Regions from separate parts of the Mus musculus genome. Here all the other regions are linked to region 3. A link is a contact called in public Hi-C and promoter capture Hi-C data. All regions are on one chromosome and are shown on one strand. Each heading gives the region's core, a stretch centred on a gene start, on an enhancer-like site or on the middle of the called end of the contact. The rest is flanking DNA. Distances are from core to core; before and after follow the strand shown. Region 1 holds the start of Hpcal1 (hippocalcin-like 1). Region 2 holds the start of Pdia6 (protein disulfide isomerase associated 6). Region 3 holds the start of Ywhaq (tyrosine 3-monooxygenase/tryptophan 5-monooxygenase activation protein theta). Region 4 holds the start of Klf11 (Kruppel-like factor 11). Region 5 holds the start of Greb1 (gene regulated by estrogen in breast cancer protein). Region 6 holds the start of Lpin1 (lipin 1). Region 7 holds the start of Nol10 (nucleolar protein 10).

Region 1 (4,009 bases), core at 1,112-3,611, 3.7 Mb after region 3:
GAGCGTGGTAATTACAGGCGCTTTCAAAAGTGAAACAGAAATAGATCGAAGGCCAAAATACTGGTTTGCTTGAGACAAAGGGCTGGCTTTAACCAGGAAGGCAAAACAAAACAAGACAGCTTTTTGGTCTGTCTTCTGAGCTGAGAAAGCCAGACTGGTTTTTAAAAAACGATTATTGAATCTGATTTGGGGGAGATAAGATTCCAACCAATTGCCTTTTTCTCTTTAGGATATAAATCATTTGATAAGACTGAGAACAGGTGGTTTTCCAAGTGAGTCCCTGACATCAGGATTTAAAAATCAGCTTATGACATCCCTGGATGGCCATCATCTCAAAGACCTCAGGACTCAGGAGACAAATCAAAGGACCCAAACCGGAGGTTTCTGCTCCAATGTCACAACACCTGCTAAACCTTCCAGCTTCTTACAGAGAATAAGTAGGGAGCACCACAGAGCATGCAGGACTCTGGAACATATCCCATACAAAGGCAGGTGGCAAGCATTCCCACCAGTGCCCCATTTCGAGAGCCTGGCTTAAAAGCTGTTTTTAAACAGGGAAGGATCCTGAGAACAACAAGGTAGGGAGGGGAAATAATCAAGGGATCTGGCAGGTCCCTGACGCAGCCCCATGCCCGCCCCTCTGCCTGGCGCAGTGCAAATACTGAAATGGGGTAGGCTGAACTGCCAAGATCAGTATGCATATTCAGGATAGTGCAGTTTTACCAGGTTTCAATACTAAATACATTTGTTTTCTTAAATGAAGGGGTGGAATTGGAAGGAGGGTGCCACCCGGACCTCATCCTCCTGTATCAGGCTGACTGCATGGGAGTCAAGGCAGGCGGGGCTTGGGGGTGGGGGTGGAGGGTGTCTAACAGGATTTGGAGTCCTGGCGAACACCCTCTTCTGGGTGGACTTGTTAGTGGTTAGAATAGAGGGTGGCTTCCTGAATGACCAGGCCGGGAAGAAAGGTTCCTGAAACCCCAGACTGCCAGTCTACAGAGCCGGCCACTTTCTCAACGCAACTCTAATTCCAGATCGACATCCTCCAAGCACTTGTTGAACAAAAGGGCTCGCGAGTCTGTAGTCGCAGCCTTCCGGAACGCTGCCGGGGCGCAGGAGCCTTCCGGGCTAGCGCCCTACGCTGCGAGCTCCCCGCACACCCGAAGGCCGTGTCAAGCAGCCAGTAAGGTGCGGAGAGAAGGCAACGCACCCAGCCGCCTAAACTTTCTCAATCTCTCCAAGCTTTCGCTGTGAAGTTAGATCAAGGAAGGAGGCACAAACCACCGTATAGGAGGAAATGAGAGCGTCATCCTCAATAAAGGCAGAAAAAGATTTAAAGAGATGAGAATCCAATGAAGAGCACCTACTGTGCGCAAGACTCTGGGTCAAGAACTACGTGTAGTACGTTCTCACACTGTCAAGATAGCCCCTGAGGGGCCGCCCTCACTTGATACAGACGCCAACTGCGACTCAAAAAGGTGGCCCATCTCAGTCAGGCTCAGGTCTCAGGGCGGGTCACGGCGAGGCCAGGGCTGGGTTGGTCTTTCCCACTGTCCCAGAGCTGAACACAGCCAAGCGGGTCCCCATCCCTCATCAAAGCTCACAATTATCCAAGTGAACCTTGTGGACCTGCCGCCCCCACCCCACCCCGTGAGGGGTGTCAACGCCCGCTGCCACCAGGCAGGCACTTTGCCCATCGGATTCTAGTCGTACCCTCAGGTTCCTGAGCTACGCACTGCGCGGAGCGACACCAACCGGGGGCTCAGCTTGCCCGGGCAGACCGCCCACGCCCACCCCGCCACCCCCACTCTGCGCACAGCGGCTCCCCCCTCGACCCCGCCAGCACTAGTCCCCATCCCCACCGGCAACTGTGCCCTGACACACAATTCCACAAACGTAGTCTGAAAAGTGCACATCCCATCGAGCGCAACGATCCCCACGAGGACACGCCATTCTAGAGCCACGCCACCGTCCGCGGTCAGCTGCAAGCCCACTACGCAGAGAAACAGGCACCATCAGTACCGGCGCACACACACCCGTTCACTCACAGCCGGGTCGCAGCGAGCGGGTCACACACGCTCCCTCCATGCAACCCCGCAGTCCCGCAGTTTCCCCTTTCCTACCGGCTCTGGAGCTGGACGCGGTCCGCTGGCTTCTCGAGCCCAAGTTCTGCGGTGGCCGAGGCTGGGGAGGTGACCGAGAGAGCGGGCGTTTGCGCTCCCGCAGCCGCCGCGCCTGCTCTGCGACCTTCGCCGCTCGGAGAGACAAAAGGATCCGCCGGCCCAGGAGAGAGCGAGGTGTGGGCGACGGCCGCTCTGCAGGTCCACCACCCGCAGCCGCCGCCAGCCCGGGAAGGAAGGGAAGAGAAGGCGGGACCCGGAGGCGGAGGCCGGGGCGGGGCGCATCGCAAGGGCGGGCACTCAAGTTTCCAACGGACCCGCCTCCTGCTTCGACCACGCCCCCAGTCTTAGCCCCGCCTCAGCCGCAGCCTGGTCACGCCCCCGCCCTTTGCCACACCCGCTGCTGGACCCTCGGTGCGCCCACTCTGGTCCATATAGCTCCCTGATCACTCGCAGATTCTCAGCGCAGCAGAGGATACGATGGGTGTTAAGGCCACTGGGACTCGGGACGGGGAGACTCTGGGGGGGTGGAAGGGGAAGGAGAGCAGGGGAGGGGCCGAGCACTGGCCCCACCTCCCTAACCCTTGGCCTCTGGCCTGCGGGTGGGGAGAGGCCGAGAGGCGGTGCCCAAAAGGGCCGGCCTTACGCCAGCACCCACCCACCCCGCCCCCGCCCCCGCCCCCGCCGTACTTGGAAGGAAGTACAGTCCCAATGGCCAGGGAAGTGGAAAAGAGGCTTGAGTTGCCCTAGGCTCCCCAGGACCATCTGGGATGCCTGCAAGGATCTCCTCCCTCTCCACATCAGTCCCGTGTGCATCTGTCACCCACTTTCCTGCGCGTGGTTTAAGAGAAGAGCTTGGCCTGGAGGTGGAAGACCTACGTTCCAGCTGTAATTACTTCTGCTAACTCATCCAGCCATCTTGCCAAGAAAACCCTTGGATTCCCTCAGCCTCGGTTTCCTCACCAATAAACTGGACAACGAGGAGATCCAGAATCCTTCTTGGGGTCTTTGCCTCCCTGACATTCAGTGTGGTTTCAGTTTCCTGGTGAGGAGGCGGGGGCTTGGTTGACATCTCCCATAATAGGGACATCTGGCCTTGTGGGTCCCAGTGGTGCTTCCTTCAGACTCCCAGCATACTCTGGCAGATCGCACCTGCCATGCCCACCCACTGCAAATATCCCAGAAGACAGGTAACCACAGAAACAGCTTATATGAGGAGCTGGGCGAGCCTGTTGTGCAGAGATGAAACTGTCTCTCTGGCGTCTCTAGGGAAAAACTCAAATCCCTCCTTCAAATCCTCCTCCACAAAAACATGTGAGTGAACTCCTACTATTCAGGAGGCTGCCAGGGGTACCTGTAGTAGAGCAGCTCGGAGGTGGAGCTCTGGGGCCTTCTCCACTCCTCCCTGCCTCTGGTGCAGAAAGGCAAAACTAAACCCAGAGGGCTCAAGGGAATGACAGCTGTGAGAGTTAACAGCGCACCACCTGACTGATTTCGAGGGCTAACCTTTGGGTCTCTCTGGCCATGATCGCTTCCTTCTCAGTAAAGACCCCACGGGAGGTCAGTCTGCCCCTTTCTGTAGCACAGCACCACACAGGTATCTAGGGTTACAGGTAGGAGGTTCCCAGAAAGTGGATGGCTGAGGCAGAAGCCTTCAGATATCCTGTTAGCTAGGGCGGGTTGCTTTGTTCTGTGGTCTCCTATTTGTTCTCATTCAACACAAAAGAGGGAGGCCTCACTCAGACACCCAGAAACCCTCTGGCTTCTATCTAGTGACCTCAGCAGAACCTAAGGTCTTTGCAGGTCACTACTGGCTCTCAGCATTCATTTAAACAACAACAACAACAAACAAACAAAACTAAGATAGCAGAAATGGTACCTCAGGAAGG
Region 2 (4,099 bases), core at 863-3,362, 4.2 Mb after region 3:
GGTTATATGCTGGAATCATGATGTTAACCCATGAGTGTGGCTTAAAGATAGGATGTGCACTAAGAAGCACACACGGAGACTATCTCACCACCAGGTCAAAGCTACAAACAGGGACAGCTAGCTCATCATTAGGGGGATATAATCCAGTGGGCTTGCCACCGTAAATGCAGTTGTTATGTAAACTTAGTTCAAAACACTGTTAGCTGTTCTGCTATGCCTTTTTATTTGTGGCTCCTAGAAAACTTAGGATATTACACACAGTTTGCATTGTATTTCTATTGGATGGTAATGCTCGCTGAAAGGAATAGTAGTGCTTGCCTCCAGAGTGTTGGGATTAAAGACACATGCTACTATGCCTAGTAAGTTTATCTTGTTTATGAAACTGTCATGAAGTTGGGCAGTGGTGGCGCACGCCTTTAATCCCAGCCCTTGGGAGGCAGAGGCAGGAGGATGTCTGAGTTCGAGGCCAGCCTGGTCTACAGAGTGAGTTCCAGGACAGCCAGGGCTACACAGAGAAACCCTGTCTCGAAAAAAAAAGAAAAAAAAAAGAAATTGTCATGAATTCATATTTGTTTGATACACTGAGTCTTGTGAAAATTGAAAGGTAGAAAAAAAAGTCTAGTTATAGACACTTGGAAGGTAAAGTCATTACGGACTACCAATCATCTCCCATGTAACCTTGTTATAATCGACTTCTGACTGATGGCCACCCTAACTTTTAAGGTGCTTAGGTCTTAGACCTTTGATAGGGTAGCCATCTGTTAAGAGAAGCTCTCAAGGAACTAGGCAAAGTGTAAAGACAGAAGTCTTACTATATCAGCCATGGAAGAGGAATGCCTTCCTGAGGCATGGAGCCTCCATCCCTGTGGGAGCCTGCAGAGAACATGTTGCTCCCCTGATGCCCTAATGGCCAAGAGAAGTGGAACCACCCAGTTCTGCCTCAGCCTACCAACTGATGGCTCTAAGATGATCTAACAGGGTTAGGAAGAATCAAATACACTGTTCCTTGCACTTGCTCTCCAAGCAACAGCCCCACCCCCACCCGGGGTGGTGGTGGTGGTTTACTATGGCTGAATAGGTCAATGCTGACCCATCAAATCCTGCTTCTAAAATTCACATGGCCACTCTACACAGTGATAATGAGCACCACCGGGAAAAAAAGAACTCCCAGGGTCCACAATCTATGCGTGCAGATGGTTTTGCCATCTGTGGCTTCCCATTCAATCTCTGTAGCAGTTAAGGGTGTTATAAATTCACACCAGTAACATTTCTGCCTGGCAGCCGCTGGCAGCAGGGTAGCCAAAAAAAAGGCTGACTACCTTATTAAAATAATGAGTTAATTGATAGAATCACTTTTTCACAGGCACTCACTGGAAAACCAAAGATTAAATCTTTCCCTCTCATCTGCTCTCTACAGTAACCCAGAAAGTAGTATTTTTCTTGCTTACTCTCTTTAAATATGTACTATAGCTCATGGGGCGAACACGGTTGAAAAAAGCTGGCAGAGCAGTGAGAAAATATGCTCCGGGTCTCAACTAGTAAATGGAGGGAGAAGTGGTGTAGGGATCCACCTCCCTCTCCTACTTTCTAGCCAGGATCAGCTGAGTTAACTAATGTCAAAAACTATAGGCCCATTTACAAGGACAGCCGGGAGATGAGGGCCCCTCAGATTCGCCCACGAGTCGCTAAACATCATTCCCGGACACCTGGGTGGACGACCAAAGGCATTTTAAGTGCTCAGGAGTTGTGAGGCCTTGGTCAGTGGGCACTGCCCACTTCTAAGACACCTTCGGGACAGGCCTCTGCTATCTGCCTATAAAAGTGAAGGCTGAGCTGGACCGGAGGCGGACCGCACTCGTGGGGAGCAGAGGCTGCAAGTCTCCGACTCCCCGGGGCCTCCCGTAGTGGGCCCGACCTGGCCTCTCCCACCCAGCTCGCCGCGAAGTCCCCAGGCAGGCCCGGCAACTCGTCCCTCCACTCGGCCCTGCTTCGCGGCCCCGGCCCTTCAGGCTGCCTCCGACCGGCTTCCCACCACAGGCCCGCGCTTACCGAGCACCAGGCGAGCCATGCCGATCACCCGCATTCTGTCCGTGCCGCCGCTGCCTCGGCTCTGCCGCGCCCACGTCCCGCCCTCGGCTTCTAGCGGGCGGTGCGCCGGCGCGCGGAGGCGGGCCGGAAGGGCTCGCCACGCCGTGGCCGCCTTTCATTGGTCTCTGTGGACTTCGCTCATGTGCGTGGCCAATTGAAAGCGGCCGGGTAGAGGTTACCGGTTTGTTTTTTTTTCCTCGGGGGTGGGGGCGAGCGGAGTAGCGGAGCGGGGCGGGGCAGGGCGAGGATGGGCGGGGAATGAAGGGGCGGGGTCAGGGGACCTCCGGCCCTGTTCCTGCGGGGTACCCCTTGTTCCCCTAATTTTTTTCTGAGTTAACTGAAACAAAACAAAAAACCCAGGACTAAGGGGTCCTCATTTCTTCCTGGCTTTCATTCTTTTTCCTCTTTGCCTCTCTCGTGGCCCCTTCCAGCTCTCATTCCTTGAACTGTCCCTTTATGTCGGGAGAATAGTCCTAAGACTTCAGTGTGTTTGGGACCTTATTTATTCTTTTGTTCGCGGACTCAGCATTCAGTGAAAACCATTTGCCAAACTTATTCTGTATATAGTATCATTCCAAACTTTATTTTGTTAAATTGATTGCAAAGCCTTGTTCACTCATGTGCCCCTAGACCCTCAGAGTATAAACTGCGGGGTTTATCGTTCTTGGCTCTGGGGGTGAGGGCTAAAATGTATTGCTTTGCAATATTTACAAAGGTGTTTAAGGCTAACAGAGTGAGACACAATAGAAAAATAATGGCAGGGGATGCCTTTCTGTTGGTGTGCTTGAGTAACATGCGTGAAGCCCTGGCTAGGATCCCTAGCACCACAGAAACACAGCATGGTGACTATGGTGGCTAGTTTTATGGCAACTTGACTCAAGCTAGAGGAAACCTCAAAAACAACAAAAAAAAAAGCTTCTATAAGATCCAACAGTAGGACATTTTCTCAATTAGTGATTGAAAGGGCCCAGCCCATTGTGAGTGGTGCGGTCCCCGGACTTGCGGTCCTAGGTTCTATAAGAAAGCAGGTTGAGGGTAAGTCCTGAGCAGCGCGTCAGTAAGCCACATCTCTCCGTGGCCTCTACTTCAGCTCCTGCCTCCGGGTTCCCATCCTGTTTGCCTTCCTGCCCTGACTTTCTTGAATAATCAACATGGAAGGATAAACCAAACCCTTTCCTCCCCAAGTTGCTTTGGTCATGGTGTTTCATCACAGCTACAGTAACCCCAACTAAGACAGTAACACACCTGTAGTGCCAGCGCTAAAGAAAAGGAAGCAAGAGAATTAGGGGTTCAAGGCCAGCTTTGGCGACACAGTCAGTTTGTGGCCAGCCTGGACTACATGAGATCCTGTCTAAATTTTTTAAATGCTAATAAAAATTTTAACAACAATAATAGCTTCTTTTTACTGAATGACAAAACAACGCTGACCCTGGCCAGAGCTCTCTTGGGCAAAGGGCTCCAGGAGAAGTGGTGCCCTGTTGGAAGGTGGAGCCCTAGGAGTGCCTTTGGAGAGACTGGCAGGCAAATGAGGCTCCAAGGAGCACCAGAACCACAAGGCTGACTCTTGTAAGCCATTGGCAAGCTTTCCTGTCCACAGCAGGCACACTGCTTATTTTGGGACAGGAAGTCCCTCTGGAACCTTGGTTAGCTCCACCTTTGCAGGAAGGTGCCAGTGATCACAGAGCTATGTGTGGAGTCAGAGCAGAGGTGTGTGAGGTCTGCAGAGAGACATAGTTGGGCGGTGTGTTCTCCTGGAAGGCCCTGAGGTGAAATGCTACTTGTTTTTCTGAGGCTTTCCTCAGCTTTCTGTGTTTCCCCCTGAAATATGCAGCTGTAGAAAATGGAATTCCAGTGAGATCCTTTCCCTTGACGGATAAGGACTGGGAATGAAATCCTGTTTTCATCCAGACGTAGGAATTTAATTCTGATCACCTGCAGGGGATCCCCTCATTTCTTATTCCTTAACCCAGCCTCCTCCTCCTCACATGAACCATCAAGCTGCCACAACGTG
Region 3 (4,075 bases), core at 1,548-4,047:
TGCCCAAGGTCAAACCGTAAATATCAAGGACTGAGACTGAGGATCATCTGGCTGCAAAATGAATGTGCCTTGTTCTGTTCCAGTGACTTCTTCGTAGGGGAATCAGGAAAAATAAGATAACTACAAAGTACTTTCTTTGCTGACTGTTTTCTAAGAACCCTTTCCAACACATTGGCGTGATGCTAAATACCTCTTGTATGTTCTCGGATGAACTTCCAAGAAGACAGACTAGTCAGGGCCTTAGAATCCTTACAACCCCTATCAGAGCTGGAGAAGACTAGGAGGAACAGCCGCAGCAAAGATTCAAGGATGACACAAACACCACATGTGTCCATATATGTAGTTTTTGCTGCTGGGTAGCTGAGTGACCTGTCCATGACCATGATCAGGCTGTGTCTCATTTTCCTTTTTTTTTTTTTTTTTTTTTTTAAATTGGAGATGGTGTTTACAACATTTCCCTTTTAGTGGCATCAAGTATATTGAATGAGTTAATCCTTGCAGGATTTAAATGCAGTGTGACCCTCAATAAATAAATAAAATAGGGCTGGTGAGATGGCTCAGCGGGTAAGAGCACCCGACTGCTCTTCCGAAGGTCAGGAGTTCAAATCCCAGCAACCACATGGTGGCTCACAACCATCCGTAACGAGATCTGACTCCCTCTTCTGGAGTGTCTGAAGACAGCTACAGTGTACTTACATATAATAAATAAATAAATCTTTTAAAATAAATAAATAAATAAATAAATAAAATAATAACAAATAAAGCCACTCTAAATGTCAGCTTTTCTGTGTTCTGGGACTTGAAGTACCAAGAATTTTTTTTTCAGACACAAGCAGATTCTATGGAGTCCCTCAGATATTACAATTTCATAATGTGTCAGTTTTTGATTTCACATGATCATATGAGCTTGTTTGTGGTAAATATTTGGCACGTGCCTCTTTTGGGTAGGCCTCACTCAGAAACAACCTTTTTGACAATTTCCCTTCATATGTCTCCTCTCTCATCACCTCCATGGGCGTCTCCTCTCTATGGGCTGGGTTTGCTGCTCTAATTTAGGGAATCTTGAAATCCACTGCTTATACAGAAGGCATTTTATCCGTTGGGATTTCTGTGTGTCCAGCTCCACCCCAACCCACAGGAACATAAACGCTCGTGTGTCTTGCAGCCTGGCCTTGGGGATTCCAGAAATAACACCGGGCCGTCCGCCGCTGCACTGGAGCATAGTAAGGCGTTTCTGTATTAAGACAGAGTAGAGTCACTTTCCAACCAGGCCTCTCCTGGTCAAAGCACAAAGCAACCTTTACAAGTTGGGTAGGGAGGGGCAGCTGGGAGGAGATCTGAATTTCTGGAAGCTTCGTCTCTTCCCCCCCCCCCCCCCATCTGTGCTCAGTGTCAGACCTTCCTTTCTGCAGTCTTCGGTCTGCTTGGTTCCGTTTAGCATTTGAATCCACTTTGCCTGTGGCAGTCACTGAAGTTCTTTGAACCCTTGAGGAACTACTGGAACTGGCATCTCTTCAGAGCCCAGGTGGCAGTTTCATTCTTTGAGTCCGGTAGGACAGCCACCTCACTAGGAATTGGATTGAGGGCTAGGAAATAAGGGAGCCTATTTAAAGGAGAAAAATGTTAGCTGTGACCCTGAATACATGGCATCTGGGGCAAATGCTCTCATTTCAGAAGGGTGTTTATTGTGCAGAGAAAAACATGAGATCTTCACAAATATATCAGGAGAAAAAAAACCCATCACACACAAAAAACAAAAGCATGCATACATGCTTTACAGAGTACAAAGGTGTGTGTGTTCGGGGCAGGGTGTACTTAGACATTAATGTGGAAAAGTAGTAAAGAAATGTTTAAGAAATATGCTTCCGGGGATCGGGTAGTCACAGCTGTGTTTGTTCAAATCGTGCTTAATGTCATTTCCCCGTTTTAAAGAAATGCTTACCTGACGCTGCCACGCAGTCCTGCCCAGATCTCCTGAATCTACCTTTCCATAAGGGAATTGCTGGCTTTCGGGTGCCTGTGTGAAAACTTGAATTAAGCCACTTTCTCTGGGAACGAATCCTTTTTTAATGGGGATCAGGATATTTCTAATTTGTAGCCGAAACAGGAAAATTGTAAGGGTTGCATTTTAATGTCTTGGGGATACAAACCTTTGTCAAGAACAGGAAGGTAGAAGAAAGGAAGGCGCTTGTGCATCAAAAGGGCTAATTATCTCACCCCTGCCAAGTCCAGCTGCAGCCGCAGCAGCTCGAGAGCTGCAACGCCCCATCTGCAGTGGTTGCTGCTACAGGACACGCGGTCGCAGCCTCGGAGGTCGAAAGCACCTCCGGTCCCGTGCCGCACCCAGGAGTGCCGGGCTGGCGGGGAGGATGAGGGGAGTTGGAAAAGCATCGCCATGGCAACAGTGACGTCCATTCACCCTGGATCTAATTGGAGGAAACCCCGTGGCCGAAGCCGCAGCCTGCGGGCCAACCGAACCTACCCGAGCCGACCCACCCTCGGAGCCTCCGCTTCGCTTCCCGCCCCGCCCCCTGGGCCCCCTTCCGCGCGCTCGCCCCTCATTGGACAGAGGAGAAGCTAGAGGCGGGACTCCTTGGGGAGGTGCAGCGTTCTATTGGTCGGTGGCGAGCTCGTCGGCTCCGTGCTAGGCTGAGACGGGAGGGTCCTCGGCTAAAGCCCAAAGCAGATCAAAGTGGTGGGACTCGCGTCGCGGCTGCGGAGACTAGAAGGTGAGTGCGGACACAGCTCTGGGACTGCGGCTGCAACAGCCGCCGCGAGGTACCGAGGCCGGGTTGGCGGAGCACGGTCCTCATATCTGCTAGGCTACCGCGCGCCTGAGGTTCGGGCTGGGACGGGAAGGTGCGGCACCAACGGCCGCTTCCATCTTGGGCCGGGTGGGGCCCGCGCTCCGGCCTTGGGGAGGCGCGGCGGGCGGGCCGGAGGGCGCGGGCGGAAGGCGGCGGCCCCGTGAGAGGCCGGAGGACGCGCCGCCTCGTGCGCTGAGACAAAGCGGGCGTCCGGCTGCATTGTCTGACGCGCTCTCTCCTCGCTCCTTTTTGTCCTCGCCGGCGCCGCCCCGCCCCGCCCCTCGCGGCTCTCAGGAGGACTCCGGATCCGGCTCGGCGCTCGCCCTCGCTCGCCATGGAGAAGACCGAGCTGATCCAGAAGGCCAAGCTGGCCGAGCAGGCCGAGCGCTACGACGACATGGCCACCTGCATGAAAGCCGTGACGGAGCAGGGCGCCGAGCTGTCCAACGAGGAGCGCAACCTGCTGTCGGTGGCCTACAAAAACGTGGTAGGGGGCCGCAGGTCCGCCTGGAGGGTCATCTCGAGCATTGAGCAGAAGACCGACACCTCTGACAAGAAGTTGCAGCTGATCAAGGACTATCGGGAGAAAGTGGAGTCGGAGCTGAGGTCCATCTGCACCACGGTCCTGGTGAGTTGGCGCCGGCATTAGTGAGGGAGTAGGGCGGCGGGAGCGACACCCCTTTTGTGTGGTGTTCCCGATGGGGAGAAACCTGTGGGATAGAGAGTTTGTGATTTGAGCCCCAGGCTTCCTTCTTACCTGTTTCAGAGCTTTCTCGGGGGTGGGTAACTCTTTTTTTCCCAAGCTCTGGGGTACAAAAACTTGGGGGGAGTAGCCGCGTAGGCTTGCACAAGACTGAAAAAGACCTATTTAACCTTGTGCCAGGAGAGTGGTCCTGAGATCTGTAAGTTCTTTCATGTCGTAGAAGGCATGGGGACTTTTACCATAGAGATGCTAGAATTTCCCCAGCCCCCCAAGATTTAGGAGTGAAAAATCTAGACATGTTTTATTTTTCATGTAAGAATATGTTGAGCCTTTCCTTGCTAAAGAGGTGTGGGGGTGGGTGGGTGGATGAGTTCACTGGATGAAAAGGATACAGATAATTTGAAGAATACCATGCCCTGGTCAAATTTCACTATTTAATAGTGTTTGTTTGTTTGTTTTCTATTTGTTGCCTCACTTTAGTCCGGTGTATGGAAATGAAAGCATTTCTGGTGTGGATGGGCAAGGAAGGCTTTCCAGGTTTTGCACTATCCAGTCCCAACCGGGA
Region 4 (3,588 bases), core at 760-3,259, 3.2 Mb before region 3:
ACTGGGCTTGGTTGAGAAACAGTTTCCACAAAAAACAAAACAAAAACAAAAACAAAAAAACCAACAAAAACAAAATAAAACAAACAAACAAAAACCCGCCCCCGATTCTTAAAAAGGTTCCAAGGCGGGGCTATTGCTCAATAGTTTAATGCCTGACTACCTCACGTGTGCACCTGAATTCAATCCCCACAGCTATAAAATAAACAAAACAGGTTACTAACTTCTTCTCTTGGCTAAATGATGAAGATTAACTCTAGAGGTAAACACCAGAATGGCTAGCAGGAAGGTGTTGTAGGAAAGGGAAACAGGCAAAGCAGCAGATGAAACCAAGCAGCCAGTTAGCTGGTGGGTGAGATCATCTAGCGCAGGACCAGAGTGGTGTCCCTAAGAAAGGAAACACTACCCCAAGCTTAATTTCCCAGTGGCTGGACCTAGGTTCCATGCTAGCACAGTCCTCCGTGACTGCCTGCTTCCTCAGCAGACTCAGAAACATTAAATCACTTGTTATGAGAACTAGGGAGGAGGTCAGGTGAGAGGAACAGCATGAGAAAGCTCAACCATAGTCCAGGAAAGGTGTCTCCTCCTGTATACCATGTCACCTTTACATGCAGGAGTGGGGAGGAAGGGACTGGAACCTAGCCTGTCCAAAAGAGAAACTTAAGCCTACAGACACATATTTCCATACATATTTTCTGAGCTTCAAAACTTCCTGTCTGTCCAGATTCCCCTTCACTGAACAGGCAAAGATATGACCATAGGGGCCAGACAACCTCCTGGAAGGGTATTTTGATTATGAGCCTTCAAGTGGAATCAATGTCCAGCCCCATACTAGGAAAGAATGCGAACGTAGGTTCCCTTGAGTCCATGTAATACTGTGTTCTCACCAGGAACCTGCTCCGCACCACTTCTCTGGCCCCCTACATTTCTATCAGGTTCTGTTGCTCCACACCCTACACCTTCTGACAGAGGTCCCTGCCATGACTTCACTCAGTCCCTGGGCCCAAGCCTGCAAAGTCCCATTTTACCACACCCCTTCTCACTTAGACTCCACCCTTCGCCCAGCTCTACCCTTACCAGCCCATTAAGCTTGGCTGACACACCTCTTCGAACCACACTCTTGCACACTCGCCTATCAAGACACACTATTGCCTTGCTCCTCATTCCGTCGTAACCCCATCCAGGCACTCTGGCCACACCCTCCTGAGATACCTTTACTTTGGCTCCACCCACAGCCCCTCCCACTGCACTCCTACCAGATGCTCTCACCACACTCCCTCCCTTCGGCTTAGCCTTTGCCCCGCCCCTAGATAAACTCTCACTATGCACTCTTACATCGGCCCCGCCCCACAGTCCTACCAGAGGTTCTCACCAAGCTCTCTAGCTTCGGTTCCGCCCTCTTACACTACTACCAGGTGCTTTCACCATGTCCTTCGCCTTGGTCCCATCTAGTTCCCCCAATATCTCCTCCAAGCACGCTTGCCCACGCCCTAGCTTTGGCCACGCCCCCATGCTGCGCCCCAGCTTTGACTCCGCCCCCAAGTTCCCGCCAGCCGCGCCCACATCCAACAGCGGTCCTCCTCTGGATTCGGGTGACGTCATGGCTGGAAATAGCCGCGCCGGGCGGGGCCGCAGCGGACCAGAGACAAAGCTGAAGGCAGGCTGCCGCGCTAACACACCCCCCTCCCCACCCTGACCCGGCCGAGCCTCCGGGTCCCTGTCCGGACCAGAGCAAATCCGCAGCCCCCACCGCAGCGAGAAGTCGCCATCCCTCCCGCGTCCCCCGTCTCGTCCCGCGCTCAGCCCCGTCACTTACCGCGCGCCCGTCGCCGGGGCCGGTGGAGCCCGGCGAGTGCATGGTGCCGTATGGCCTGCAGGCAGCAATGCTGCGAGGCAGGAGCCCTGCGTGCGGCGGAGGCTGCACGTGTGCGGCGGGCGGCGGTGTCCCGAGCGTCTGTTCCCGGCGCGCACCTCCGCCTTCCTTGCCGCGCGGCTCTGCCTCCGCGCGGCCCGGGAGGCGCGGGAGGGGCGGGGCGCCACGGAGGGAGCGGCCCTGGGCGGGGCGCGCGGGCAAACCAAAATACACCGCTCCCTGCTGGGGGCATGGCCTCTGCCGCCAGCCAATCAGCGCCAGGCCGGCAAGAAGCGGGCCAATGGGCGCCGCGGGGGGGCGCGTGATCGGAGCCTGGCTGCGGCGTGATCCGGCGGGGCGGGCGGCGGCACGTGTTTTGGTCCGGGCTAGAGGCGGGGCGTGAGGCCTGGAAAGTAGGGGAAAGGTCCCGGCGGCGGCGCGGCGGCAGTCGACCGCAGTAAGGTCCTCTTCTGCCGCAGGGGCTGCTCGCAGAGGTCGCGCGCTGGCCCCACGCCGTGGACGGATCTGGTAGGCGGGACCCACAGGGACGGCCTCACCCTGTCTCTAATTTCTTTTAAGCTGTCGTTGGCTCTTAGGACCGCATCTCTGCCCAGGAAGAGGCTTGAAAGCTGCTTGGGTTTAGGGACGACATCCGCTTTTTCCTGCATGGCGCCAGATCAAATGCTCTTCCTACTCTAATCTGCCTTCTGCTACAAAAGAACTACAGCCGTGTAGTCAGCCACTCGACATGTACCTAATGAAGCCTGCGCATCCTCCCCAGTGGCCATACAAAGGACACCCACTTGGGGTGTCCTCAGGCCTACGTGAGACCTGACCCAAATCCTGAGTATCCGTTTTTTCCCCTTGGGCCTTTAGGTGCGGTTATTCATGTACACTCATCACAAGTCTTGGAGAGCAGAGGTCAATGCATGCAGTATGTCGTGCCCACCTCCAACCTACAGTGCAGCAATAGGGCACCCCTCTACTAACCCCCTGATGCCTCACTGCAGAGCCTTGAAACTAGTGGAGGTCTGGGAGAATCATTGCTGATATGAGCAGACAGGAGCTGGACATTATGCTGCCTATTTTTATCAGACAGGTGAGCAGGCAGAGAGGCAGGCAGGCAGAGAGCCCTGTCCTTAAGCTGGTAAGGCCTAAGGGTTATAGTTGCAACCCTGATTCCTCAGTTTCACACTGGCTTGACAATGGAATTAAGTGAACCAAAGAAAGGGAGTTTGTTGAAAGTAACAGTAGGAGTGTTTAAAGGTGAATTCACATGTCTAACTACTGGGGCATTTAACACACATGGAGTTAGTCTTCTACTTGGGCCTGTTTAAATTGTTTTTGCTTCATTCCCACACTGAATTTCTGACTCCCCGTGTTCACCCTTACCTATAATGCCTCCGCCCCATCCAACGTCCCTACTGTCTCCTGTTCTCTCCACACGTGGTTTTATGGCGTATGTGTTGGAGAATAATCTCCAGAGTAATATGTTAATAGTATTTGGAGAGGGAGCCTTTGGAGGGTGATTGGGATTAAGGAAGGGTTATGGGGTCTTAAAATTAGAGAGACCAGCTAGTTTGCTCACTCTACCTGACCACGTGACACTCTTGTGTCATAATCCAGCAGGAAGACCCCCTTCACACATACACACACACATATACACACACACATACACACACACACACACACACACACACACACACACACATGTCAGAGGGTGAGCAGAATTAGCCTTC
Region 5 (4,068 bases), core at 281-2,780, 4.6 Mb after region 3:
TACAAAATAGAACAGTGTGATCCCACAGGGAGAGCTGCAATGCTGATAAGCACCGTCTACCTTCCAGCAGTAAGTACATACATACCTACCTTCTGGTACAGTATAGATTGAGAGGAAAGAGCTGCAGCCTACATGGCTGGCTGAGGACTCCAACTGTATGGGGTTTTTGTTGTTTGTTTTGTTTTCTTGAGCTGTTGTTTTACTTAGCACAGGCTAGCCTCAAATTTGATGTAGCCAACAGTGACTTCTGATCCTCCAGGTCTCATTTCCTGGAGAGCTGACTTTACAGGCATGGGCCACCAAGCTTGACTTATATTTATGTATGGCTGGGGAACTCACCCCATCCTAGGCAATCAGTCTATCGACAGGACTACTTCTTGAATAATTTCATTACACAAACATCTGCAGTCAGTTAGGCTTGGCTAGGTCTTAGGCACGGGGCTCATCATGTTAACTGTTCCTAGTCTCGACTGTGCTTGGAATAGTTCCTAATTAGAATAGGAAGTTGATGCCCCTGCCATTAGGAAAGTGGGGATAGGAGAGCATTCCTCAACCTGCCCATTTTGTGGGAGATTGATGCTTATTCTCCTATTGTCTCCTGCTCCTAGTCAGACAGGCTCCCTGTTTTTCTAGGACCTTTGGCTGTGAGGCTGGCTCAAGCGCTCTGCTGTTGTTGTTGTTGTTATTATTATTCGATGTGTGTTGCAGTTTGGGGAACAGAGGACAGCTTGCAGCAGTTGCTTCTTACCTTTCCTCAAGTGAGTAACTAGGATCCAACACAGGGGTTCAGTTTTTGGCTGCAAGCTCCTGTACCCACTTAGCATCTCGCTAGCATGGCTGGGGTTCTTGAATGGCAGGAGGGTACAAGGTGCTCGGGATGTCTCTGGCAAGTTCTAAACACACAGGGATTTCCAGAAGAGGGAGGAGCAGGAGGAGGAGGAGGAGGAGGAGGAGGAGGAAGAAGGAGGAGGAGGAGGAGGAGGAGGAGGAGGAAGCTTTGATGACCATGGGTTCCTTCTGTGGTCTGGCTCCCTCAATTTCCCCCACTTTCTCTGCTGGCTGCTCGCAGCCACCTCTGTGTTACAGGGGCCAGAAAGGTTTGCACCGGCAAGTGCAGGTTTGCTCCTTCCCTCCAGTGCTCATCCTTCTGACCCACTCTCGCATCAGGGAAAGTTCTGGCTCCACCCGCTAGTATTAGGGGTTCCAGGCTCTTCCTCTGCTGATGTTAGGCAACTTCCTTATTGTAGGGCGTTCATCAATCTCCACTGTTGGGGGCCTAAGTCCCCTACCTCTGTCGGCTTGAACTGCAGGGGTATTGTCCTGCGGTCCACAGACACGCCCTGCGCCGGGTGGAGACATCTGGGAGGGGGGGGGGGTCTTGCTCACTGGTTCGTCCTCCCAACCCCACCTCCTCTTCGGGCATTTGTGGCCAAGCAACAAATGACCTCTGTCCCCGGAGGCTTCCGACTTCCGCGCGGACCCCTCCCAAACCGGGAACCCCGTGAGAACCCAGCGAGGCGGTGGGTGCCTGCAGCGGGGACGGGACGGGGCAAGCCAATCTCCTGTGCCTACACCTGGACGGAGCCGGAGCCGGAGCAGCAGTCCCAGCTCAGGTCTCCCCTTGCCGCCCCCCCCCCCCGCCCCCCAATCACGGTGGCCCGCAAGACCCGGACGGGCGGACTCTCAGGCTCCGCGGCTCCGGGCTTTGCGCAGCGCCGGCTCCGGTAGCGCGGGCTCCGAGGACGCCGGATGAGGACAAAGGGCGCGAGGTGAGGGTGGCCGCAGGGCTGGGGGTCTTGCGCCAAGGGGTGTGGGAGGTGTCCATGTCAGTGTGTGCGCGTGTGTGTGAGTGAGTGAGAGAGCCATCTAGAGCCACAGCCAGAACGAGCCAGAGCGCTCCTGGCACATGGTGAAGGCTTCGGCTGCGTAGGTAAGAACTTTAGGAAAAAGACAGCACTGCTCCAGGTTGTGTACACCGCGGCTCCGTTTTGGGGAGGCTGTTTGCCGCCCGCTGCCCCCCGGGGGTGGTGGCAGCCGCGTCTTCTGCAGCACGTGGGACAAGGGAGAAATGGGACTTCTTCCCAGAGTGGCCAGCCTGTGAAAGGCTGGTGGCTGTGGTGATCATTGGTTGAGTTTGGTTATTGGATCTCCGTTGGGAGCCACAAACAAAGGCTACTGGCTGAAGTCCAAGAAAGTGTGTGTGTGTGTGTGTGTGTGTGTGTGTGTGCGCGCGCACACACACACACACACACACACACACACACACACACGCGTCCGCCAGCCCACCAGTGATCAGGGTTAGGGTTGTGGAGGAAGGCCAGGAGACACTCCATGCAGAGAGACACTGGGCCATTTGCTGTCAAACCTCATTTAATCCTTGGTCCTGAGGAGCAACCAAAAGAAATTACCTATTTTATAGACTGAAGTTTTTCTTGAATCAACTTTTATTATAGAGTCAAGTGTTGCCCCAGGGCTTGAAATGCTGTTTTATTAGCCCTTTAAAACCATGAATGTGTAAATTTAACCAAATAAACACCCATTTAGTCCCATCAAGGACAATCTTTTGCCTTTAACAATGGGCGTCACACAAGATGATTCTGAACTTAGTCTCAAAAAGACGTGTGCAGGTCTGAGTTTGCATTGCTTGGTGGGCTGATGTTGCTGGGAGTTTTAATTTAGAGTCCATCTCGGTTTTCTTAGTTTCTTTACGCCCCCCCCCAACCTCCCACGCTGAACTTTGGCTCATTTAAAGTTTACAGTAGGATCTGTGACTTTTGGTTATCCCGCAACATTTGCTTCGGGATATCCGTTCTTCCTCATTCTGATAAGAGTATTCTTCACGGAGTTAGAAGTCATTTTGGTTTGAAATTGGCATTCCACCTTGGCCCTTCTTGTTATTGAAGGTGACTAAAGCGGTTTGTGGCTTAAAATGTTTTAAACATGGGGACAGCAGTTGTAGTCTTAGACTGGTAGACAATTTGAAATTATCCTTTGTGTGGCTTTGTAGCTGTACTCTTGTTTAATAATTTTAATCAGATGTTGTAATCTTCAAGCTCAGCTAAGCTTTCTGTGCTTAATACAGCATTGATTGCCCCTTGGCTCAGGAAACCACTCACTGAGCCTCCGCGACCTTGCGTCCTACTGTTTCACTTGAAGTTAGAAGTTTCCTTTTACTGTATCCACTCTGGGGCTTCAGTTTACTTACAGATTCTCAGCAGAGAACTTCCAAGCAGAGCCAATAACAGGTCAGAAAACCCAGAGGGGAAGAAAGGAGAGTGTGACAAAGGTGAGACCAAGCCCCCTGTCCCCTGCCCAGATGTGATAATCTGAACCACCTGGACCAGGGGTTGACAGCAAGGCTACTTATTGATGCCCCCTGCTTGCTTTGAGAAGCCTCACATTCTCCCAGCTTTGTGCAGCAGATGTGGCAAGAGTGCTTTTACAGCTTTTGTGGGCTCAATGGGGTTGGGAATATGCAAGCTCTTCCAGAGGGTCTGTGGACAACTTATAATTCTGCCATAAAGACTGCAGGCAGTTAATCCTGTCACTTGTACATTGATTAATGGGTAACTTTGGCTTTGGGCACAGTTTCTAGACACAGTGCAAATTGTAGTGCTTTAAAGCTAATTATATCGAAACTATGGTAGAAGTAATACACATTCGTGACCAAAACTTTAACCGTGCAGGGGGGCTGGGCATGGTAGTACACATCTTTAATCTCAGCACTCTGGAGGCAGAGACAGACAAATTTCCGAGTTTGAGGCCAGCCTGGTCTATAGAGTGAGTTCCAGGACACCTAAGGTTACACAGATAAACCATGTCTCAAACCTGCCCTCCCTAAATATGCAAAGGAGTTAAAAAGGCAAACCAGAAATTCGAATTATGATTTACATTTAATTACTTTGGCATATGTTTTCTTGGCATAAAAATGAATTTCTGGTTGTACCAAAAAGTTGGTCAAAAAGATATATATATATATATTTTTTGCAACAGGGTCTCACTATGTGTCCTTGACTGTCTTGGAACTCTGTTGTAGACCAGGCTGGCCTTAATCTTTCAGTGATCTGA
Region 6 (3,523 bases), core at 104-2,603, 4.8 Mb after region 3:
CCCCAGGACTTTGTGGGCAGCGGAGACAACCCTTGTGGCTACTTGTGTTGCCCCAAGTGCAGCTGGAGCGCTTCCACCTCTGTCTTTATGCTCAGAGTCACCCTGCCTGTGCTGATCTCCTGAGCACTGGGGTGGAGGCAGCCCAGCCTGGCTCAGTTCCCTTGCAGGTCTTCGGTGGCCTGGTCTTGGACTGGGGTCCTAGCTTGCTTGGTGGGCAGAATCCCTTGAGAGGGATCTCCAGTGCCTCGGAAACCCAGTGTGGGGGTGGGGGTGGGGACCTGTAATTCCAGAAACCGGAAAGCAGAGGGATTGGAAGTTCGTGGTCACCTTTAGATTCGTAGATTTTAGGACCAGTTTGGGGTACACAAGCCACTCCTCCCTGGACCTCCCCACGAACTAGTTTTTCTCAAGGTGGGACGCACCCGTCATCATTCTGACCTCCCTCTCCTGGGTTGCTTGTGGCTGGCATCCATTTCTGACTCATATTTCTGCATATAGTTTCCGGTGACAGGTACATTATACTTGGGCTCTCTCTGTTGGTCTACGAGACCCCAGGTATATGTTCTCCAGCAGTCTTCCTCAAGGTCTTTGCTCTTCTGTCCCCCAGAAAGCACTGACTCTTCGGAGGGTTGTTGTATATATAATTTGATATTTATTACCTGGATGTAGCTCAGTTAGCGGATGTGAAGCTCTGGGGTCCATTCCCGGCTCGCATAAAGTAGGCATGGTGGGGGTAGGATTGCCTGTAACCTCAACACTTGGGAGGTAAGATAGGCAGATCCGAAGTGCAGGGTCATCCAGGAACCCATAGAAAGCTTGAGGCAAGCCCGGGATATAGGAGTCCTTGTCTCCTAGTAGTCTCGTGACACTTAAGAGTGACTTGGTCTGACTTGAGCCATTCCACCCCCAGACCTGGCATTGTCTGTTATTATTTATTCCTTCCTGGCTCTGCTGACTGGTGGTGAATGTTAGCCAGGAGGGAGGCAGGATGTGGGAGTGCTAAGATTAGGAATTGATCCCTAGCTTGTGACAGGCACATCAGGGGAAGAACTAATTGTAAACTGACATAAGGTCAAAACAGGGTCAGGCTGTGGAATTAGAAGACTTTGGCTGCCTACTCCCTGGAACGCCAAGGCAGACAGTCCAGTCTGGGGAGGGATGGGATGGGAAGGGGGAGGCGGGGATATGAGAGGGAGGTGGGAGGTGGGGTGGGGTGGGGGGGGGGTCTGTGGGCTCTGAAAGCATCCCAGCAGCACGCTCCTCCAGAGTCCCCTGGCGTCGCCCCGGAGACTCCGCCTCCTTTCAGGCCCCGCCCCTTGCCGTGCTTTAGCTGACAGCCGCTCCGGCCCGCTGTTTGCATACAAAGGCAGCCACACGCGTGCGCGCCTGCTCGTGAATCCTCTTGGTGAGTAGCAATGGGGACCCGGGGCCCAGCTTGCGCCCCAAAGCCCATTACTGAGACGTGGGGCCCCGCAGGGAGGCGATGTGGGCCGTGTTGTGACACAGGCCTTCCCGTGGGGTGTCGAAGCTTGCAGGGACCCCGTGGCGGTCCGAGACCCGGATGAGACGTATCCCAAAGGGTTTAGGATTCAGGCTTTGCAGCCAAGGAAACTGAGTCTAGGCTGGTAGGTTGACCTTCGTGCCCAAGGGCACGCCTCCGCTGGGTGGCAGCGAACTGGGAACCGGGATTCTTAGATAATCAAGCTCGCAGCAGGCCTCTCTGCAGCTTTGCAGTCTGGTGGGCACTGGGCCTGTGGCTCCCTTAGTAGCTGCAGGCACTTTTATCTGGGAAAGGCCGGGGGGAATATGGGAGGGAAAGCAATGCTTTGGAAGTCATATTAAGTATTAATATTAAGTCATATTAAGGGGACAGAGTCAAGGTGGCTGGCTGATAATTTGTGTGGCCAGTAGTTGCTCCAGACGCCCACCCTCCTTGGCAGGAGGCAAGAAGGAAAGCAATGGTCTGGGCTGGGCTGGGGCGTGTGGGAAAAAGCTTCCAACTGGGTAGTGAAGTTGTGGGGAAGACTGTAACGGTTCTAGGAGGAGAGGATAGCGGCCCATGGGGATTCACACATATACTATCTATCCTTTGTTCCATAAAATACGTTTTATGAATGAAAGCAGTTAAGGACTAATATCTGCACCACTAAGGGGACTTTCTAGTGTTCCCAGAAAGGCTGAAAGATCCCACTGTGTTGATTCCCTGTGTTGACAAAGCTTCCTGTTTGCCGACAGCGCGCTTCTGCTGTCACGGGTTTTGTGTGTGGGTGTGTGTTTTGGCCCTTATTCCTGCTTGTGTAGGGCCTGGTGGTTGGATTGGGAAGCCTGGGGCTGAGCTTGGTTTTGTCTTGGTGGCTGTCCCACCTCACGTGATTTCTACCCTTTTTAGGTGGCAGTCAGCAATGTTCTTATGATGCTTGTCACTTTATTGAAAGGGACAACATGCCCAGTCTTGTTGCCTGGGTGATAAGTTGGGGTTCAGATGAAGGAGATAGGATCCTTGGTTGCTGTTCTGTGTGGGGTGCTGTCTGCTGGGGAGGCTGGGGTGGGTCTTTGCTTATCTATTGCTCTCAGTGCTTCAGGCTAAAGAGAGGGAAAGGTCAGGAGATGGCAAGACAACTGACTACTGATAGCTGGAAATCCATGGGCCAGAGACATCACTTGGGAGCCTCCCTATCTAGAGTGAGGGAAAGGCCACCCTTTGTTTACTAGACTGATGAACCGAGAGGCTCCAGGTTGTTACAACTTCGGATTGTTACACCCTGATGGGGCAGCCCAGGGTACCACTGAGGTCCCTTTATAGGGCTAGGCTGGTCCTGGCTACCCAAGGCTAGCCCCTGGTCCATAACTTGGCACACCCTTTCCCCACCTTAGATTGTGAATCCATTTTTTTGTGTGTCTTTTCTCTCTTAGGTTCAGGGTCTGTAAGGGACCAATAAAGGTATAAATTGATTTGAAAAGCACGCGGGTGGGAATGCTTAGGGGCACAGGTATCTTGTTTCAGAATAGCTAGGTATGGGGTTGGTGTTCTTGGTTTCTGGAGCCTTTTGAAAATCAAACAGAAGGGAGTGGTGCAGGCTGGTGGGTGAATTGGCTGCACTTGGACGTCTTTGTACGTGAACTTGGAGCTGTCCTCTTGACCTGACTGTCTTGCCCAGACTAGTCTGGAACTCAAGGTCATCCTGCCTCAGCCTTCTTGGTGCTAGAATCACGGGTGTGTGCCACCATACTCTGCCTGCCTCAAACTATGTTTATTGTGAAACATGAATATATCCTTGCAATATCTCAGTATTTATCTGATTCAGTAGTGTCTGTCCCCTGCTCTGCATGTGTGTGTGTGTGTGTGTGTGTGTGTGTGTGTGTGTGTGTGTGTGTGTGTGTGTAGGTACAGCCTTCATACTTTAAACACACATGAAGTACTCTGCTACAGGAGACTTAGTACGGTATTTTTTGGAGCTGCTTGTTACCGTTGGGTCAGTACCCAGGCTTTCCCTGGGATGTAGACTGAGGAAAGACCATTCGT
Region 7 (3,985 bases), core at 582-3,081, 4.1 Mb after region 3:
TGCTCTGTCTGCATGTATGCCTGCATACCAGAAGAGGGCATCAGATCCCAGAATAAAGTATTTCCACCCACCATGTGGTTGCTGGGAATTGAACTCAGGATCTCTGGAAGAAGAGAAAGTGCTCTTAACCACTTCCCAGCTTTTTTTTAAGACTAATTTATTTTATATATGTGAGTACATTGTTGTTGTCTTCAGACACACCAGAAGCATCAGATCATATCAGAGACCGTTGCGAGCCACCATGTGTTTGCTAGGAATTGAACTCAGGACCTCTGGAAGAGTAGTCAGTAATCTAAGTGCTGAGCCATCTCTCCAGCCCTCATATTCTGGACTTTCTAAAAAATATATTTACATATACTAAACAATTTTAAAGCATCTGTTTTACAAAGAATTATAAAAGCATAAAATTAATCCATCTAAGCTAAGATAATGCAAACTCTTGAAATGATGGGTTTTAATTTCTATATGGAGTGAGTGCACCCAATGTGTGTGCATATTCCTGTGTTAAGATAGAGTCACACAATGTAAGCTCTGTCGCCCAGGCTGAACACAAGCTCACAAATGTCCTGTCTCAGCGCCCTAAGCACTGGGATTATAAACGTGTCTCTTTGCCAGCCAAATGTATTTCTTACAAAGAATAGAAACAGACCTATGACTGGCCTAATAGACGACCCTGGATAAGAAGTGGTTTTTACCAGCACATTCACTGGAAGCTGATTTTCTTCTACAGGCAACAGTTGAATGAACAGCAACCAAAGCACTAGTCAGTTATCGTGACACTGAGTGGCTGGGTCTCTACCGGGACAATTTTGCTTCCCAGATGGCTTATGGCAAGTCTTTACATTTTAGTCTGTCATCACAATTGGATCTTGTAGGTATGGACCAGGGATGCTGGCAAACAACACTAGCAACAAGACTTGTCCAGCTTAAAACGTCAATAAATTTGAGGTTAAATGCCCCCAATAGAAAAAAAAATCCTTTCTAAAAGGGAAAAGTCAATGTACTATTCTTACTAGTTATGGCAAAATAATCTCTAAACATGTGAACTCACCTCCCTAGACCCTAAGTATACACCAAGGCAGTCTGCATTTGGAACAGGATGAGACTTTAAACAGACTAAGGGTGAGCCACAGTCCTCCTCTCTGCAGTCTGTGACTGTATTGCTCTGACTGTTTTCAGGCAATAAGGTTTTTAATTAAAGCACGTGAGAGTAGTTTCTAAACAGTTAGCACGTTCTTACACGTGAACCCAATGCAGGCAAAACAACGGTCTTGTCTTAGGGTTTTTATAGTGTGATAAAATACCATGACCAAACGCATCTTGGGGAGAAAAGAGTTTATTTCAGCCACACTTCTACATCACGGTCCATCACTGAAGAAACTCAAACAGGGCAAGAACCTGGAGGCAGGTGTTTATGCAAAAGCCATGGAGCAGTACTGTTTACTGGCTTGCTGGGCCTGCTTTCTTATAGAACCCAGAGCCATAGCCCAGGAACGGCACCACCAAGGGCTGAGCTCTTCCCCATCAATCATTAAGAAAGTGTCCTACAGCTAGATCTTATGGGGGCATTTTCTCAATTGAGATTCCCTCCTTCCAGTTAACTCTAGCTTGTGTCAAGTTGACATAAAACCAGCCACCACGGTCAGCCGATGGTAAGTTAGAGATACACGCTCCCAGGGCGATGGCGAGGGGGCGAGAACTCACCTCGGGAAGAGACTTGCCGCAGCTGAGGCTGTAAATCTTCACTTCGTTGAGGCTGGAGACCTGCATCGCAGCGCGGAGCAGCCGGAGCCCGGCACGCAGTCACAGAACGCCGGCCCACCCGAATACCCTAGCATCCAAACCCGAGGCGAACCGGCACAACGTGCGGGAACTGGCGCGAGCTGATGACGCACTTCCTGGCTCCGGAAGTGCGCGCTCACTAGGCTGCCCCAGGGCGGAGGCACTAGAGGCGGCAAGAGCGGGTCCGGGGAGATGTGCTCTGGGGTTGGAAAAAGCGAAAATGAAAAGAAAAATCGTACGAGAAAGCATGAGATGGGGAAGTGAGTTTGAACCTGATATCGTTTGAGACTAGAATGTGACAGTTATAACCACTTACCATTTTTAGGAAGTTCTGTTGTCCACATCAGAGGCCTTGGGATGACTTTCTAACAGCAGAGGACCCTCGCCAGTCTTTCTCTATATCCTCTTCCAAACACATTATGAAAAGACGAGTCTGGGAAAGAGAGAATGGTTAAGTAATGCTTTCTCCAAAGTCATGTGAAACCACTATCAAACCCTGGCTCCAGTCGACTCTTTGATAGGCACTTACGCTCTCATAGTCAGGGTCCACTCAAGCCCTCTCGGCAACTACGGTCGGGTGCTTTCATCTTCATTTGCCCCTGGGCCATGGCTCACTAGTTCCTGCTGGCTTTGCAAAGGCTTGTACTCTGGTGGAAGCCTTTTCTTTCTGAGCAGAGCGATCTGCTACAGAACTTTTCTGTGCTGTTTCTCTATCAAGTAGTGTTGGCACAGTCCCCGGACTCCCAGGTCTTAAGATGGTGCCATGTAGACACCACTCAGACCACCTTGTGCTGAGTTGCAGGTCCCTGTCAGCCCCTTAAAGTTCAAACAGCTGCTTCACTCCTTTCTGGGACGACTGATCTTTCCTCTGGGATCACCCATAGATGTGCTCAAGAATTTTTGACTTAGGTGATTGAAACAGTACCTTCTTGTGCTCGTATTCCAAATTAGACTGAGGAATTGCCAATTCCCAAGCGAGGCACAGTGACCCCCACCTAAAATTCTAGTGTCTAAAAGACTGAGACTGGAGAATTACCAAGGCCTGGATTACAGTCTCAACAAAAATAAATAAATAAATAAATGTATAAAGAGGTTAGAATCCCAAAACTTAGCGTGTAATATCTCAACTCAATCAAAAGTTATTTTGTGTCTTCAAAACTAGAAAATTCTCTGGCCTCCAGACCTTAGTTGTGATCTATTTATCACCACAATTGCCTGCCAGCACCATGACTGCCTACTTCTAAAACCAGCTTCCTTAATTCACTGTTCCACCATGCACTTTTTATTAGCTCAATGCTGTCTTCATAGTCACCTTGGCTAAATCTGTAGAGTAGCCCGTTTCTGCCTCTGGTTCCCATATTGAAGATCTAAACCTTGGCATCTCTGTAGTATTAAAAAAGGGAAGAATGAAAAAGGCTGGGCATGGTGGTGTGTGCATCCAGTCTCAGCACTTCAGAGAAGGCAAAAGGATGAGGTGTTGAAGATAATACCTATATAGTGAATTCAAGGCCACCCTGGGCAGAAGGCTCAGTAGGTAAAGGTGCTTGCCACCATGCTTGATGACCTGAGTCCTTGGAACCCACATGACAGAAGTAGAGAACAGACTTCTGCCAATTATTCTCCAGCCTCCATATACCCTCAGTGGCATGTTCATGTCCATAGACAAATAAATAAATACATAAACATTTTAAAAGAAAAATCAAAGCAAGAACATTGGACAGTTTGTTGATGTGTTCTGTTTCTAATGTGGTTAAAGATCCTAGGCCATTTTGTTTCAGCTCAGTACTGTCTCCTGTAGCACCTAGATGTTTGAGCATTTGGTGTCATATCTGAAGGTTTGCTGTGCTGGACTTCAGAATACCTCCCATGCCCTTATACCCAAGTTCTACCTGTTTACCAAGACTCACCTGTTAAATATATTGCTCATTTTTCTGTTCTGTATGAATGTCATTAATAACAGATTTGGGTTTTTTTCTCTGACTGGTTTGCAATTATTTAAAATATCCTGCAACTTTGATAGTATTGAACTAAATGTAAGGCTGTTGTTTCTAAAGTTGGCTTTTTTCTATGGGGACTATAGTTCCCTTAAGATGGCAGTCCATTTGAAGTTAATAGGACTCATTTTACTTTGTTTTTATTATTTTAAAGTGTGTGTGTGAGTGTGTATTTGCACAGAAGTGCAGGTACCTACATCTAAAGACAT

What was found. Promoter capture Hi-C pulls out the DNA fragments that hold promoters and counts their contacts. A called contact is a pair of places that touch in the nucleus more often than the background predicts. Capture Hi-C pulls out chosen DNA fragments and counts their contacts.
Region 1: a promoter capture Hi-C map of liver shows a contact between it and region 3. The contact joins the promoter of Hpcal1 here to the promoter of Ywhaq in region 3. A contact is called at or near these places in 5 of 39 promoter capture datasets (the HPC-7 cell line, cranial neural crest, frontonasal cranial neural crest and 2 more), 1 of 484 Hi-C or Micro-C datasets (LSK cells) and 1 of 9 other capture datasets (liver).
Region 2: a promoter capture Hi-C map of second pharyngeal arch cranial neural crest shows a contact between it and region 3. The contact joins the promoter of Pdia6 here to the promoter of Ywhaq in region 3. A contact is called at or near these places in 5 of 39 promoter capture datasets (the HPC-7 cell line, cranial neural crest, maxillary cranial neural crest and 2 more) and 1 of 484 Hi-C or Micro-C datasets (LSK cells).
Region 4: a contact with region 3 is called in a promoter capture Hi-C map of pre-B cells. The contact joins the promoter of Klf11 here to the promoter of Ywhaq in region 3. A contact is called at or near these places in 3 of 39 promoter capture datasets (cranial neural crest, pre-B cells and second pharyngeal arch cranial neural crest).
Region 5: a contact with region 3 is called in a Hi-C map of LSK cells, with 6 times the contacts expected there. The contact joins the promoter of Greb1 here to the promoter of Ywhaq in region 3. A contact is called at or near these places in 1 of 39 promoter capture datasets (cranial neural crest) and 1 of 484 Hi-C or Micro-C datasets (LSK cells).
Region 6: a promoter capture Hi-C map of second pharyngeal arch cranial neural crest shows a contact between it and region 3. The contact joins the promoter of Lpin1 here to the promoter of Ywhaq in region 3. A contact is called at or near these places in 2 of 39 promoter capture datasets (cranial neural crest and second pharyngeal arch cranial neural crest).
Region 7: a promoter capture Hi-C map of frontonasal cranial neural crest shows a contact between it and region 3. The contact joins the promoter of Nol10 here to the promoter of Ywhaq in region 3. A contact is called at or near these places in 5 of 39 promoter capture datasets (the HPC-7 cell line, cranial neural crest, frontonasal cranial neural crest and 2 more).

The regions. Positions count from the first base shown.
Region 1 is chr12:17,689,161-17,693,169 of GRCm38.p6, reverse strand. Hpcal1 (hippocalcin-like 1) reads right to left here and starts at 2,361. Exons shown (of 5, transcript NM_001361645.1): 1 at 2,124-2,361.
Region 2 is chr12:17,264,602-17,268,700 of GRCm38.p6, reverse strand. It overlaps Pdia6 (protein disulfide isomerase associated 6), which reads right to left and starts at 2,112. Exons shown (of 13, transcript NM_027959.4): 1 at 2,050-2,112. The coding sequence starts at 2,068.
Region 3 is chr12:21,416,158-21,420,232 of GRCm38.p6, reverse strand. It overlaps Ywhaq (tyrosine 3-monooxygenase/tryptophan 5-monooxygenase activation protein theta), which reads left to right and starts at 2,797. Exons shown (of 5, transcript NM_011739.3): 1 at 2,797-3,435. The coding sequence starts at 3,142. Gm4419 (predicted gene 4419) reads right to left here and starts at 2,351. Exons shown (of 4, transcript NR_166748.1): 1 at 2,151-2,351; 2 at 1,943-2,017; 3 at 1,399-1,603.
Region 4 is chr12:24,649,792-24,653,379 of GRCm38.p6, reverse strand. It overlaps Klf11 (Kruppel-like factor 11), which reads right to left and starts at 2,009. Exons shown (of 4, transcript NM_178357.3): 1 at 1,814-2,009. The coding sequence starts at 1,855.
Region 5 is chr12:16,798,348-16,802,415 of GRCm38.p6, reverse strand. Greb1 (gene regulated by estrogen in breast cancer protein) reads left to right here and starts at 1,530. Exons shown (of 35, transcript NM_015764.4): 1 at 1,530-1,769.
Region 6 is chr12:16,587,600-16,591,122 of GRCm38.p6, reverse strand. Lpin1 (lipin 1) reads left to right here and starts at 1,353. Exons shown (of 21, transcript NM_015763.4): 1 at 1,353-1,405.
Region 7 is chr12:17,346,339-17,350,323 of GRCm38.p6, reverse strand. Nol10 (nucleolar protein 10) reads right to left here and starts at 1,831. Exons shown (of 21, transcript NM_001008421.1): 1 at 1,705-1,831. The coding sequence starts at 1,770. Gm46336 (a long non-coding RNA gene) reads left to right here and starts at 1,922. Exons shown (of 2, transcript XR_001780553.2): 1 at 1,922-2,042.